Regions from separate parts of the Mus musculus genome. Here all the other regions are linked to region 3. A link is a contact called in public Hi-C and HiCAR-type data. All regions are on one chromosome and are shown on one strand. The core of a region is the stretch at or near the end of the contact, and the rest is flanking DNA. Distances in the headings are between cores, read along the strand shown.

What was found. Hi-C and Micro-C count contacts between places; a contact is called where the count stands out from the background. HiCAR-type assays count read pairs that join an accessible place to other places.
Region 1: a Hi-C map of muscle stem cells shows a contact between it and region 3, with 2.2 times the contacts expected there. The contact joins two enhancer-like sites. A contact is called at or near these places in 2 of 484 Hi-C or Micro-C datasets (both in muscle stem cells) and 1 of 115 datasets of contacts at active chromatin or transcription factors (fibro-adipogenic progenitors).
Region 2: a contact with region 3 is called in a HiCAR-type map of fibro-adipogenic progenitors, with 4 times the contacts expected there. The contact joins two enhancer-like sites.

The regions. Positions count from the first base shown.
Region 1 is chr2:44,140,722-44,144,719 of GRCm38.p6, reverse strand. Arhgap15 (Rho GTPase activating protein 15) reads right to left here. Exons shown (of 14, transcript NM_153820.3): 10 at 2,372-2,470. Among named protein-coding and RNA genes, the nearest start is that of Arhgap15os, 77 kb to the right of the region's middle. Within about 2 kb of position 1,904, at least 8 of the 459 cell types and tissues checked have an H3K27ac peak or open chromatin away from gene starts, as enhancers often do. A contact at or near this core is called in muscle stem cells, where this site is marked.
Region 2 is chr2:45,775,855-45,779,921 of GRCm38.p6, reverse strand. No RefSeq gene overlaps it. Among named protein-coding and RNA genes, the nearest start is that of 1700019E08Rik, 81 kb to the right of the region's middle. Within about 2 kb of position 2,716, at least 72 of the 459 cell types and tissues checked have an H3K27ac peak or open chromatin away from gene starts, as enhancers often do. A contact at or near this core is called in fibro-adipogenic progenitors, where this site is marked.
Region 3 is chr2:44,953,982-44,957,720 of GRCm38.p6, reverse strand. No RefSeq gene overlaps it. Among named protein-coding and RNA genes, the nearest start is that of Gtdc1, 29 kb to the right of the region's middle. Within about 2 kb of position 1,265, at least 95 of the 459 cell types and tissues checked have an H3K27ac peak or open chromatin away from gene starts, as enhancers often do. A contact at or near this core is called in fibro-adipogenic progenitors and muscle stem cells, where this site is marked.

The DNA of each region.
Region 1 (3,998 bases), core at 655-3,154, 810 kb after region 3:
GCCATTTCCCCAGAACTGGGAGAGTGAACACAACTTTCATTAAATGAGTCTTTCCTAGAACAAACCCATAAGCATTTCCCATGACTGTGCAGTTGAGATTTTTGGCTGGAGGAGCATCTGGCCATTAGAAAGAGCACTCTAGACATGCTGAGCCCCAGCCATGTCGAGATACTTGGCACTTTCTTCAGCTACTTCCTAGTACCAACCCTGCATCAAATGTCATCAGAAGCCTGCATAAATATTGGATTTAGATTCATATAAATTATTTCTGTCCTGAGGCGCAATATGCCAAAATTTAGTAAAAACAACACTTTGAGTAAACAGAATTGGTGGATAAATGTAAGAGCATTAATCCAACAAAACGATCATAGAAAAACATAATCAAGTGTACACACTCATAAATCCTACACTGATGTAAGACCTTTATCTTGCACCTATGACTTTTTATTGAACATATCTGGAGTTCCTTTAAGCTAACACTGCCAAAGTGCTTTGAATTGTCAGTTGCTTTGCAGAATTATAAAGTGTCTCTGAGTTTCATTAGAATGCTCAGGAATTATTTTAATAATCATATGTGCGATTAGCAGCTGTTTAGTGCTGGATCTACAAATTCATTTTGAGAGTAAACATTGGAACAATAAAATATAATGCTGTCATGATTGCCCCTGTCAGCAGAAATATCATCTTACTTTATTAAAAATCACCATGAAAATGCCAGGCACAGATACAATTCCTATTTATAGACATTTTCTATTCTATGATATTATGAAATCTGTGCACTGCAAAGCTACATTTAACAGGGATTTTCATTTTGCCTTAGGTAGGCTCACAAATCAGGAGATATAAGCTCTTCTTCCTGTGTGCATACATCTTACTATATACGGCTTCTCCCAATGGCCTATTTGGATTTTTGATCTAATATAATAATGTTCATACCGTTGGTTCTCAGTATTTAAAAGTGAATGAAGATTTCTTGGAAATCATGGTAGTTTCGCTATTGGAAATAATAACAATCTTCTCACTGATCCATTTTGACTCTAAGTATTTATTAAATAATATTTACTCCTAAGATAGGTACCTATAAATTAAATGAAATTGCAACATGCAATAAAAACACAGTTCTCTCTAAATTCCAATCAGCTTCATTCCTCATAGACGCTTCTCCTGGAGCTTATTCTACAGTAACTGTTTCCTGCTCTCTGGCCCCTCAGCACTTCTCCTTGTTGTCGATGTGCTTTTCTGACAGTCACTATCTTTATCTGTGTCCCTACCCACCCCTTCTCCTCTTGTTATTCTTTCATTCCCTACTGATATGGGAATAATAGGATCCCAAAGCTGTCCTTACTGTATAATTAAAGTATGAATTTCTAGGAGTTAGAAATTGCATGCCGTTTTTATTATGCTTCTATAATAAAGCCAGGTAACACCGAGAGAATTAAAATGGACTTTTCTGAGCAGAACACTTGAAGATTTTTCCCCCTCTTTGGTTGTATTGTTTTAAGAAATAGGTGTTGAAAATAAGAATAGGTTCAGCTATTCCTTTCCTCTGCAAACACCTCTATCTTTCACTTGATATATATCCCCCTAGATCCTGGAAATATGTTGTAAACTTGTAACAGATGGTGATGAAGCTTCACATTTTTTATTTAATACATTTTTTTTTAAGATTCTGCATTTACAGTGTGTATCTTCCAGGAAAAATGACCTTGAATGAATGAAGTCATAGTTCGAAGGAAAAACACTCCGCAGATAAACTAGCCTAGAAATGATGAGTCAATTGGGGTTTGTTTTGTTCTCTTCAGTGAGATGAAATAATTTCAGATGAAAAACAGAATGGTGAAACAGAGGAGTCAAAGGTCATTCTAACAGTGGAGGTGTATCTGCTAATTGTTCCAGGAAACACAGTTAGCTGGACTCTGTACTGAACAGAACCATGTAGAAGATGGCGTATCGCTGTCTGTGAGTAGAAACGCTGTTTACTTCACTTGGGTGATGCTGGGGGCTTCCCAAAAAATTGTTCTGGCACATCTACCAGCATGAATGTGAGAGGGTTCTAACACTGTGAGTGCTGATATTTTATGAATGTTTTACCACTGGCTTGGAAACAAGAAGTTTGCAATTGATTCAACAGTATGTCAGACAGACAAAATATTAAACGGGAGAGAAAAAAAAAAAACACGGAACATTAGTGAGAATTGCTAATGTCCCCATTGTAAAAGCAAACTGAAGTTAATAAGAAACCTGATCCTCTTAACCGATTAATGAAAGTCAAGTTTTAATTGCGTGGCTTCCCAGAGAAATCAAGTGGTTCCGTGAACTTGAGCCCTAGCTGTTCAGAGGACTCAGCAATGCTGCACATTCAGTCACCCACCTCTTTTTTCAACAGCTTCAATGCATTGCTTTACAAACCATGGAACTGTGGAATGTTCTCGTTCACACACTGTGTGCAGATGAGAGCCAAAAATTTGATCTGCAAACGAAACAAAGATGAGCTTCATTAAAATCCAAGCCTGCGTTGTTCTTAATTCGATTCTACTTCCATAGCCAATACCGAGATCTTCATCTTGCATAGAAATTGATTTTTGCTTTAATTTCAAAGTGTCTATGGCAGATGTATAAAGACTGTGTGTCCCTTCTCTGTGGAATAGAATCTTGATCTCCCGGTAAGAAAAATAACATGGTCCTTGATCAGGCACGGGTAACGAGTGAGTTACAGTCTTTAAGGGACTGAACTCTGTTGCCTCTGAAATTATGCAGAGGAGCTGAGGTAGCTCCCATGGAATAATTAAGCTTAGTGCATCTGGAATCTTGCATGTTTTAGAAGTTTATCAGCAGTTATCAAGAATGCAGTTTGTCCAGTTTATTTAAGGCATTCATTCTGGAAGGGTATTTGATAAGGTAGAGAGCAGCAAGGGAAGTACTACAAAGTATTGCTTAGTGTTTCTCCTGCCTTGAATACCCACCCTCTTGTCAGATTTAAGTATCTCTTGTCAGAAAGTATCTTTCTGACAAATGCAGCTCAGAACTTCCCTATGTCATCTTCATTAGACTCCCAGCATAGCGGTTTCTCTGCTTGTTCAACAGATACAGCAGGAAACAGGGCTCATGTTCAAAATGGCCAGCAACATCAAATTAAACAAAGTTAAACTGAATTTAAGACAGGATTTAAAGTGTTTTTATTTGTTTGAGCTATGCCATATGTGAGTTTCTATAAGAGGATGGTAGAGATAATAGTTCTCAGACTCATTTTTTAAGATCCATTTGTTTCAGAGGGCATCTCTCTGAACTAACGCTGAACTGGGCTCTGAGATCACAACGCTGAACTGGGCCCTTGCCTTTAATTTAGAGTAAGACAGATAATTTTTGAGCAGCATTTTTGTATTTATGATTATGGGATAGTGGCTTGGATTTAAACCGTCCTCTGAAGATTCATTTATTAAAAGTGCCATTTCCCCAGTTGCGGGTCGTACTGAGAGGTGATTGGGCCATGAGGACTCTGAGCTGATCAAAGATCCTTCTTCTCACAGTATCTATCTTCCAGCCACCTCTGAAAGATCGGAGCCACTCAACTCCATTGTCTATACCAATATCTTTGCTTTATTTGCGGATGGGGCTTATCTCCACTTGACATGCTAGACCTATGTTGACTATGTAGCTTGTTTAACTTGCTTAGAATTCAAATCCAGAAGGGTCAGGGTCATAGAGTTACTATGTGTCTCCAAGTCTCACACAATGTTTACACATAATGGAAGTTCACCAAAAATGTTCTGAATTGTCAGTCGGGATATTGTAGGAAAGCAATTTAGATATATAGAAATTAAGAGAAAATATATAGTGCTGCACAACAGAGTGCTAAATGGCAAGGTACTTTGAAGATGAAGAAACTGAGATGTCAAGGAAGTTGTATTTATATCTATTACTTAGGAAAATATATTGGAGTGTGCTGGTAAAAACGTCATGGAGGGAATCAAGTTAGGCTAATACACTATTAATAACAC
Region 2 (4,067 bases), core at 1,467-3,966, 820 kb before region 3:
GAAGAATTAGGGATATGGCACGGTTGGAAGAGGTGTGGTACTGAAGGAAGTATAAGACCAGAGGGTGACTTAAGCTTTAAAAGCTCATGCCTAGCCCAGTATTTCTCTGCCTGCTACCTGTGGATCAGGGCATAATCTCTTAGATGTGCTCCAGCACCTTGCCTTTCTCCTTTCCACTATGATGGCCATGGACTTACCCTTTAAGACTGTGCTCAAGCCCCCAATTAAATGCTTCCTTTTACGAGAGTTATCTTGTTCATACTGTATCTTCACAATAATACAACAGTAACCAAGACACCATGAAGGTCAGAAAAGGGTGTCAAACCTGGAGCTAGTCTTAAGTGTGGGTGTGAACCACCACATGAGTGGTGGTAAAATCTTATATGGTAAAATCATAGTAGTAGGTGCTCTTCACCAAAGAGATATCTCTCCAGCCCCATATATTCTCACTAATCAGTTTGGCTTGCACTTACAGTAAATGAAAACAACAATTCGACATTAGGCAATGTTTTTCTGAGTTTGTCAATAATGACAAATATTTATTTTATGTGTGCATGTGATATATGATTTATACACACATGCAAGTGTTAGTGCCCACACGCCTGTAGTCATGCGAAGGTGAGAGGTACCCTACTCTATTACCTGTGACTATTTCATTTGATACAGGATCTCTGAACAGGAAACTAGAATAACAGGCATCAAGACAGAGAAATACCCTTTATTCTTACAACAGTACTAGAGTAGAGGTGTCTATGGTCATACCTACATCTGATTTCTTATATGATGCCTGGGGATTTGAACTCAGCTCATCATGCCTGTCCAGCAAGTGATCTCACACTTTGAGTCATCTCCCCAGCCCCATGAGAAATATTTCTAATTAAAAGTAAAGTGTATTTGTAGTGCCAAATAACCTGATACTGTTTCTCCAGCTTTGTAAAGATGTACAAGAGAAACGTTTTACAATTGAATATAGGCTTGATTCTGAATTCAATATTTTTGAGAAAGGTCATGAGGTGAGATCTAAATCATAAGTGGCTTTCTGGAGTTCCATTAAGGCAGAAGAGTCTTCTTGGCCAATTTTAAGGAAAAAAAAAAAAAAAAACCTGTTTTTGTTTCAAAACAAAACGTGTTTTGTTTTTTGTTTTTGTTTTTTTACCTTTGTATTCTTGAAATGAATTTACACACTTTACAATACTGCTTTGGAGTCTGGATAAAATAAATGGCAAACTACTAGGTTAAGAGCAATGTCGTTTACTCAAAGTCAAAGATCACATGTGTGTTTTCATTGTTTTCAGCCTCTCCATTCACAGTTAGGGAGTTTGAAGCAGCAAATGGTTCCTTACCTTCAATTCACACCTGCCATTTGAGCTTGCCGTTGTAGTTACAAATTATTCCTGAGACTGAAAATTACACCTAGAAAAGAAGTAGAAACCATCTATAGCCTCTATAATACCGTCTTTCAGGCACCGATTCAAAGCTTGAGGTCAATGAAAGTTTAAAATCTTTCTAAATTTTTAAATTATATTGAATGGGCCACCTGCTGCCCCATTTAGGCACCGGCCAGTGAAAGATGCTCAGAGTCCAAGCGCCACTAGATAAGCAAGTGGTAACGAGATGGGGGAGAAAGAAGCAGAGTAGACCGTGTACTACTATGAAGAGACAGAACTCGAGACTCACAGCAGTGAGGGACAGCCTTATAAGAGAGGCCTGTGTTGCCACTTGAGGCCAGGGTGATGACCGGTCCCTTCTGCAGCAAAGGACCATGTCTGGGTCTCTAGCTCTGGTGTAGGTGTTTACGTGTCTGTGGTCGATGTTATCACCAAAGACCATGAAGACATATGTCCTCTGAGCTGCCGCCTGAAGCCATGTTGATGTCCCAGGGCCTTTCTGAGCTGGCCCTACTCCTTGATTGCTATAGCACACAGGAAAGCCCTTCTGCCTGAGCAGCACCGAAGAGCTAGCCCTGATGGCATAAGCGTGGAAGAGCTGGCGAGTTTAGGAGAGCTGGCGCTGGTGGTATGGCCACCAGAGAGAGGGGGTAGGTTGGCAAACTCATTTACTAGCCAGGCCCAAATCTAGGGCTCCAACATCTACTGCCGGATCTATGTGCTACTGGAGAGCGTGAAGGCAGAACCAAACCTGCAGGATCTCCATGACACAGGGCAACAAGATATATGAGAGAAGTCCTGGTGAGGATCAACCTGTATTGATGGTGCAGCCAGAGGCCTCGAACCAGACCAATGACTCATTGTAATGAGCATTAGCAAGTAAAGCTGTTTGGGCGAAGGGGTGTGGCACACTGTGACTCACGGCAGATTCCATGGCAAAACTTTGCTTTGTTTTGTTTTGTTTTCTTCCCCATGGGAAGGACGAAGGGGGGGGTGATATTGCAAAGGTGGAGGGTGGATATAGAAGGCCTGGGAAATGAGTGGCATTTGGGTGCACGATGTGAAATTCATAAAGAATCAATAATAGTTATGAGACTAAAACACCAAAATATTGTTATTTTAAAGTATATGCGTGTGTAGGAACGTATGTGCTCCAGTGTGTATGTACTCGCACGCGTTGTGTATGTGTCCATGGGGGACAAAAGTGTAAGGGTTTAGGGTTCTCTGAAGTTCTATTTAAAACTGACTGAGTCACCAGATGTGGACACTGGGAACCCAGTTTCAGTCTTCAGTGTGGTACATGCTCTTAATCAATGAGAGAGCTCTTAAGACAGCCCAGTTCTTGACTTCTCATCCTGACTCATCTTTTAGCTCCCACAATAAAGGTTACAGAGCACAATGCACGCAAATTCTAAAAAGGACACTTTGCTTTAGAGATGCAGAAGGTTGGCAAGGCCTGCCACATTCCCACAGCTTCTGTCATTCAGGTGAACCTCAGAAACTCAATGACAACACTCCCTGATTTGGGCAAGCCTGCAGAGGGCAGGATTCCAGCTGGCTGGGATCTCCGACTGGAGGCAACACGGGGACGGACCCGCCTTTGTGAAATGAAACGGGTTGCAAGGGAACAAAGTGACGCAGATTCCTGTGTTCAATGACCGTATGGTTTTCATTATCTTGTTCTCAAGGAAGAATTCATCCAAAGAACAACCAAATGAAAGCAATGTGTACTCTGTGTCAACCCATCCTTGGATGAATGTGCCACATTTGCTCCATTATCTTGGCGGTGATTGTCTAAAGGTGGAGACGCGGGGCGGTAAAGACAAAGCAAAAACACCGAGGAGCAATGGTGGTGGGGGTAAGAGGAAAGAAACACTCTGGTGTCTTATTATGTAGCTTCCCACACTCAACAAAGCTGTAATTCATCCTGCAGGTGCAAACACTGCTGGCTTGCTCACAGGCTCTTGACGGATGGGCCGGATGCGTGATTCTTACCCCAGATGCTCTTTGGAACAGCAGCTATGAGATAGGCGACTATGTGCACCTGAATCAGCACATTCACTGAAGGGTTTTATCTCATTCCTGATTTCACAAACAGTTCTGTACATAGGGCAACAAGCATTTGGCAAAAGGCTGTTATCTTTCTTTTAATGCAGAAAAATGATCAATCTACACATCTCTAGAGTCATTTCTTTATGGTTGTCTCTGAGGTAACCCTGGTATTAATGCCCTGATTACCCAGAGGCACATTAGTGAACCATTATCAGACTACAGGGAAATATTATATTCTCTTGTGATTCCTACATGATTTTCAAGAATTTGGCATTTTCTACAATAAACTAGGGGGTTCAAGCCATTTGAATTGATAGGCTATTCAAAATAACAAAGGCCATGTGACCTGAAGCTCCCCACTCCTGCTCATTAACTGCCACCAGCTTTAAGGATTTTAAGATTTGAAAGAAAACCAAGTCTTTCAGGTTGAAGTTTCACTGACTCTTGGCAAAATCTAACTTCCTGGTTAAAAGGAAAAAAAAAAGTTTATGAAAAAGCTCACAAGGGTTCTTAGACATCAAATGGGTCTTACGAAACCACATTTTGATGAGCTAAGTGTAAATGAATCAGAAACACATGGATTAAATTTCCCTTGAAATACACATGGGCTTGGAAATTAAGGAAAAA
Region 3 (3,739 bases), core at 16-2,515:
TACTTTCTGTGTGTCTAGTGCTTACATAAAACAGCCTACAAATAAGCATCAACATTCATTGGTGGTGGCTTTCAGAGAAGCTTCGACAAAGCAAGCCATAACATTTAGACACCAATTTAGAAAGTATGGGTAATCTTCAACAGTAAGTTAGTCATTGGTCCTTGAAAGTCAATCAGACTTAGAGCTTTAGAGCACCTTTCTTCCCCAGAGGATTCTTAGGACTACCTCCAATCCTCTATGCATAACAGCTGACACTATACCAAGCCAAGCATACACCATGGGGACACTTCAAATAGTTAGCCTGGGCCTGGGCTAAAGGCCAAGACCACTGGAAACTCCCCTCTAAGCTGTGCATTTTTAGGTTGTGGTCATCTTTGGGACTTTCCCCCAAAACTTCTCTATCAGTGTAGAAGTTTGATGGTACCATTTTCAGGCCAGAATACAGGTTATGAGGTTAAAGTGACTATTAAAAAAGTTGCTTTACATCTTGATTTCTCTATTCTTAAATCCTTCCTCATTTTTAACTATTTTCTCATTTGCATATTCTTAAATCGCTGTCTATTTGCATGCTGAAGTCTTCTTGTAAATGCGTTTGCTTTCCCTCAAAATGATGCACTCAACATTTCCTGACAGTCTATGTCCCATAGAATTCTAGGTACTTTTGGTTTATTATAACTACAAGTAAAGAGAAAGTTTGCAAATAGCATCTGACAGGCTTCTAAAGTCATAAAAGTTACAAACTAAATGCTTTGTCAAACACAATGATGTGATTCATGTCTCTAGCAAGCTGTTTCTCCATTAAAAAGCTGGACTATATACATATACATACAGAGAAATGTATTCAGAAACAATACATCTTAGATATTTAAGCTCTTGTTAGTAGAAGCACTAGATGACTGGATTTTATTTATTGCTCAGTTTAATAAAGTTTTAGGCCTTGGAAATGACTCCAAGAATGTTATACTTTTAGGGAGAAGAAAAAGATCCTCATTGGCAGTAGGCTATGAAACTATCTAAGCTATTTAAACCGTTTTATTTTTCCACATAGACCTACTGCTTCTACATGTACCAGAAGACTAAAAGTCTATTCAGAATTGTTGGTTGCAAGCTATCTGTGACCCAGATACTGTTTGGATTTGCATGAGACATTTCCAAAGCAGCCTGGGAAAACCCACAAATTCAAAGCAGCCTCTTTATCCTCACCCCATTTCTGCTGAGTCCAAGAACCTTATTTCACTTCCTGCATGGTAGGCATTTTTTAGGGACTATGTAAGCCATGACATCTGCACAGCTTTCTGAGTCACTGTCGTGAGATGATACATGCTTGGGTGTAGGACAGCTGCTTGGTTCCCAGAGAAAACAAACAAACACAGCACTGCGAGGAACTCAAGTTTTGCTAAAAAACAATGAGAGTGTACCCGTCCAGATTTTTTATTTATTTGGCTTTTAAGTTCCCAAATGACAGCTCCCAAGCCTGAGAAGATGTCTTAAATGAAGCTTTTGCTTCTGGTCCTGATTCTAGGCACATTCTAGACTTTGTGGACAAACTGGCCAGGCTGAACACTCTGGAAGTTTCACACACACATAGCTCTAATTGTGGGAGAGCAATGAAGCACTATTCATAGAAACAGACCCCTATTTGAGATAACTAGAACACCAATTTCACCACTAAAATTGTCCACCCCCCCCCCCAAAAAAAGAGGGGGGTAGGGCATTAAAAGTTCCATTTTGTGTACTACCCAATGGCATGGTAGTTTCTCAGTTGTGAAGTAGAATAAAACAGAACCATTTCCCTCTCAGAACTTCAAGGTAGAATACATGGTGAGAATCAGATAAGAATATGAAAGTCCAGGTAGTATCTCATAAAATTATAAATATATGGGTATTTCAAAGGTAAACGAGTAAAGTACCATGTTAAGTCTCCTATTGGAGAAACCCTTTTTTACAAATGTGGGGACCACTGTGCCCCAAGTGTTATCACTTCTTTCAGTATCATTCCTTGGTGAGTAAAAGTGTACTTATTAGATAAGGAAGAGAGGTACCTGTGTACAGGGTAATAAGAATGAGATAATCTAACGTCGAGAAAACGGGTAGAAAACCGTGGGTAACACTCACGACCAAATGCTTCTACAAATGATTCCTGACCATAGTGAGCTTCTCCTGAGGCATGGAAAGACACAAATAAGAGGTCAAAAGAATGGAGCTGCATTGCAGGGGTTTGAATAATGCTCAATAGCTATCTTGGAATAAGTAAGTTATGGGCTTCCTGAATCTCAGTTTTAATCAAAAGAATAAGGAATTTGGCATAATTTCCTCCTCTACCCCTCTTAATCCTACAACTCAAAGACAAAATTCTATTGTACCTTTCCAAAATTAATATTTAAAGTATACATATACACATGTATACACACACAGGACATAGGTGTATGAATACATACATGTGACTACCTCACATTTTTTTTAAAACAGAAATGAGATTATGCTATGGATTTTTGTTTTTTGGCAACATACATTGTCATTACTTATAGAGCATGAAGATGTTTCTCTAGCAAATCTAGAAGATTTATTTCTTGTTTAACTGCCAGCTCTTTAGTATTTCGTTGTATGAAGGGCCTATAATGTATTTTGGCAGACCCTTGTTGAAAGACATTTAGTTGTTTGTAACTTTTTGCTATTACAAAAATTGTCACAGTGAACCTTCTAACATCATTTAAATCTTCAGTGTTTGGCACAGTATACGTCAATCTTTCTGGAACTCCTGAAGTATTGCCACAAAGCCCCGGGGTTTCAGGAAGTGCAGTTTGAAAATCACTAAACAAGATGATCTTATATTTTCTTTCCTCTCAATTTGCTTCTGTCTGATAGTGTTTCTTACTATTTCTTGAGAGTTGCATTTAAGGAAATGTGCTTGGTCTCTCAAAGCAGATGAATTTGAGGCTTCTTGTTTGTTTGTTTGTTTGTTTGTTTTCCCACATCTTGTGTGCATTCCTCAAGGCCTAGAATAGTATTTAGTGAGATAAGAAGCACTCCATAAGCACATATTGAATGGCAACTAGAAACAAATTGGGTTGGAGAGATAATGCTAAGCTGTAAATGCTTTTCTGTTAACTGTAGTGTGTGGACCTGCAGTGAACCATGATCTCAGCACAGAGAGCTTGGACTGGCAGAATCAGTTTACACTGTCAGACAGAGGCATGGAGGGGTGATGGGTAATTCTACGATGAGGGTATTGCATTTCAGATTTGCTAACTGTACATTGCTCTAGAGGAGCTATTCATGCTTTCATCTGTGTAACTTGGTACCTCTAAGAGTTTCTACTCCAGTTGGCTAAGCTCACAAAGAATACAGTATGGTTTGTGCCCCCAGTCATACATTATATTGGCAAAATAGATATTAGCCTTTTCCCTTATCACTAGAAACTTTGTTCCATCATTTGCTCCTTTATCTGAAACTCTAAGTTTGTTTTTTCTTTTCTTGTGCTCCATAAAATGTTTCCATCTTTTTTTCTCATGACAGTAGTCATGATGACCAAGATGGTGAAGACAGTACTTATATCATATAGCATCATTCTTTTATGTTCATGGGTGAAAACTTTGCTCCCTCCCTCGTCGCAGGTGTGTGTGTGTGTGTGTGTGTGTGTGTGTGTGTGTGTGTGTCCTGAAGTTGATGCAGGAATCATCATCCATTGTTCTTTCACCATGTTCAATGAGAGTCAGGGTCACCAATCAAACCCAGAGCT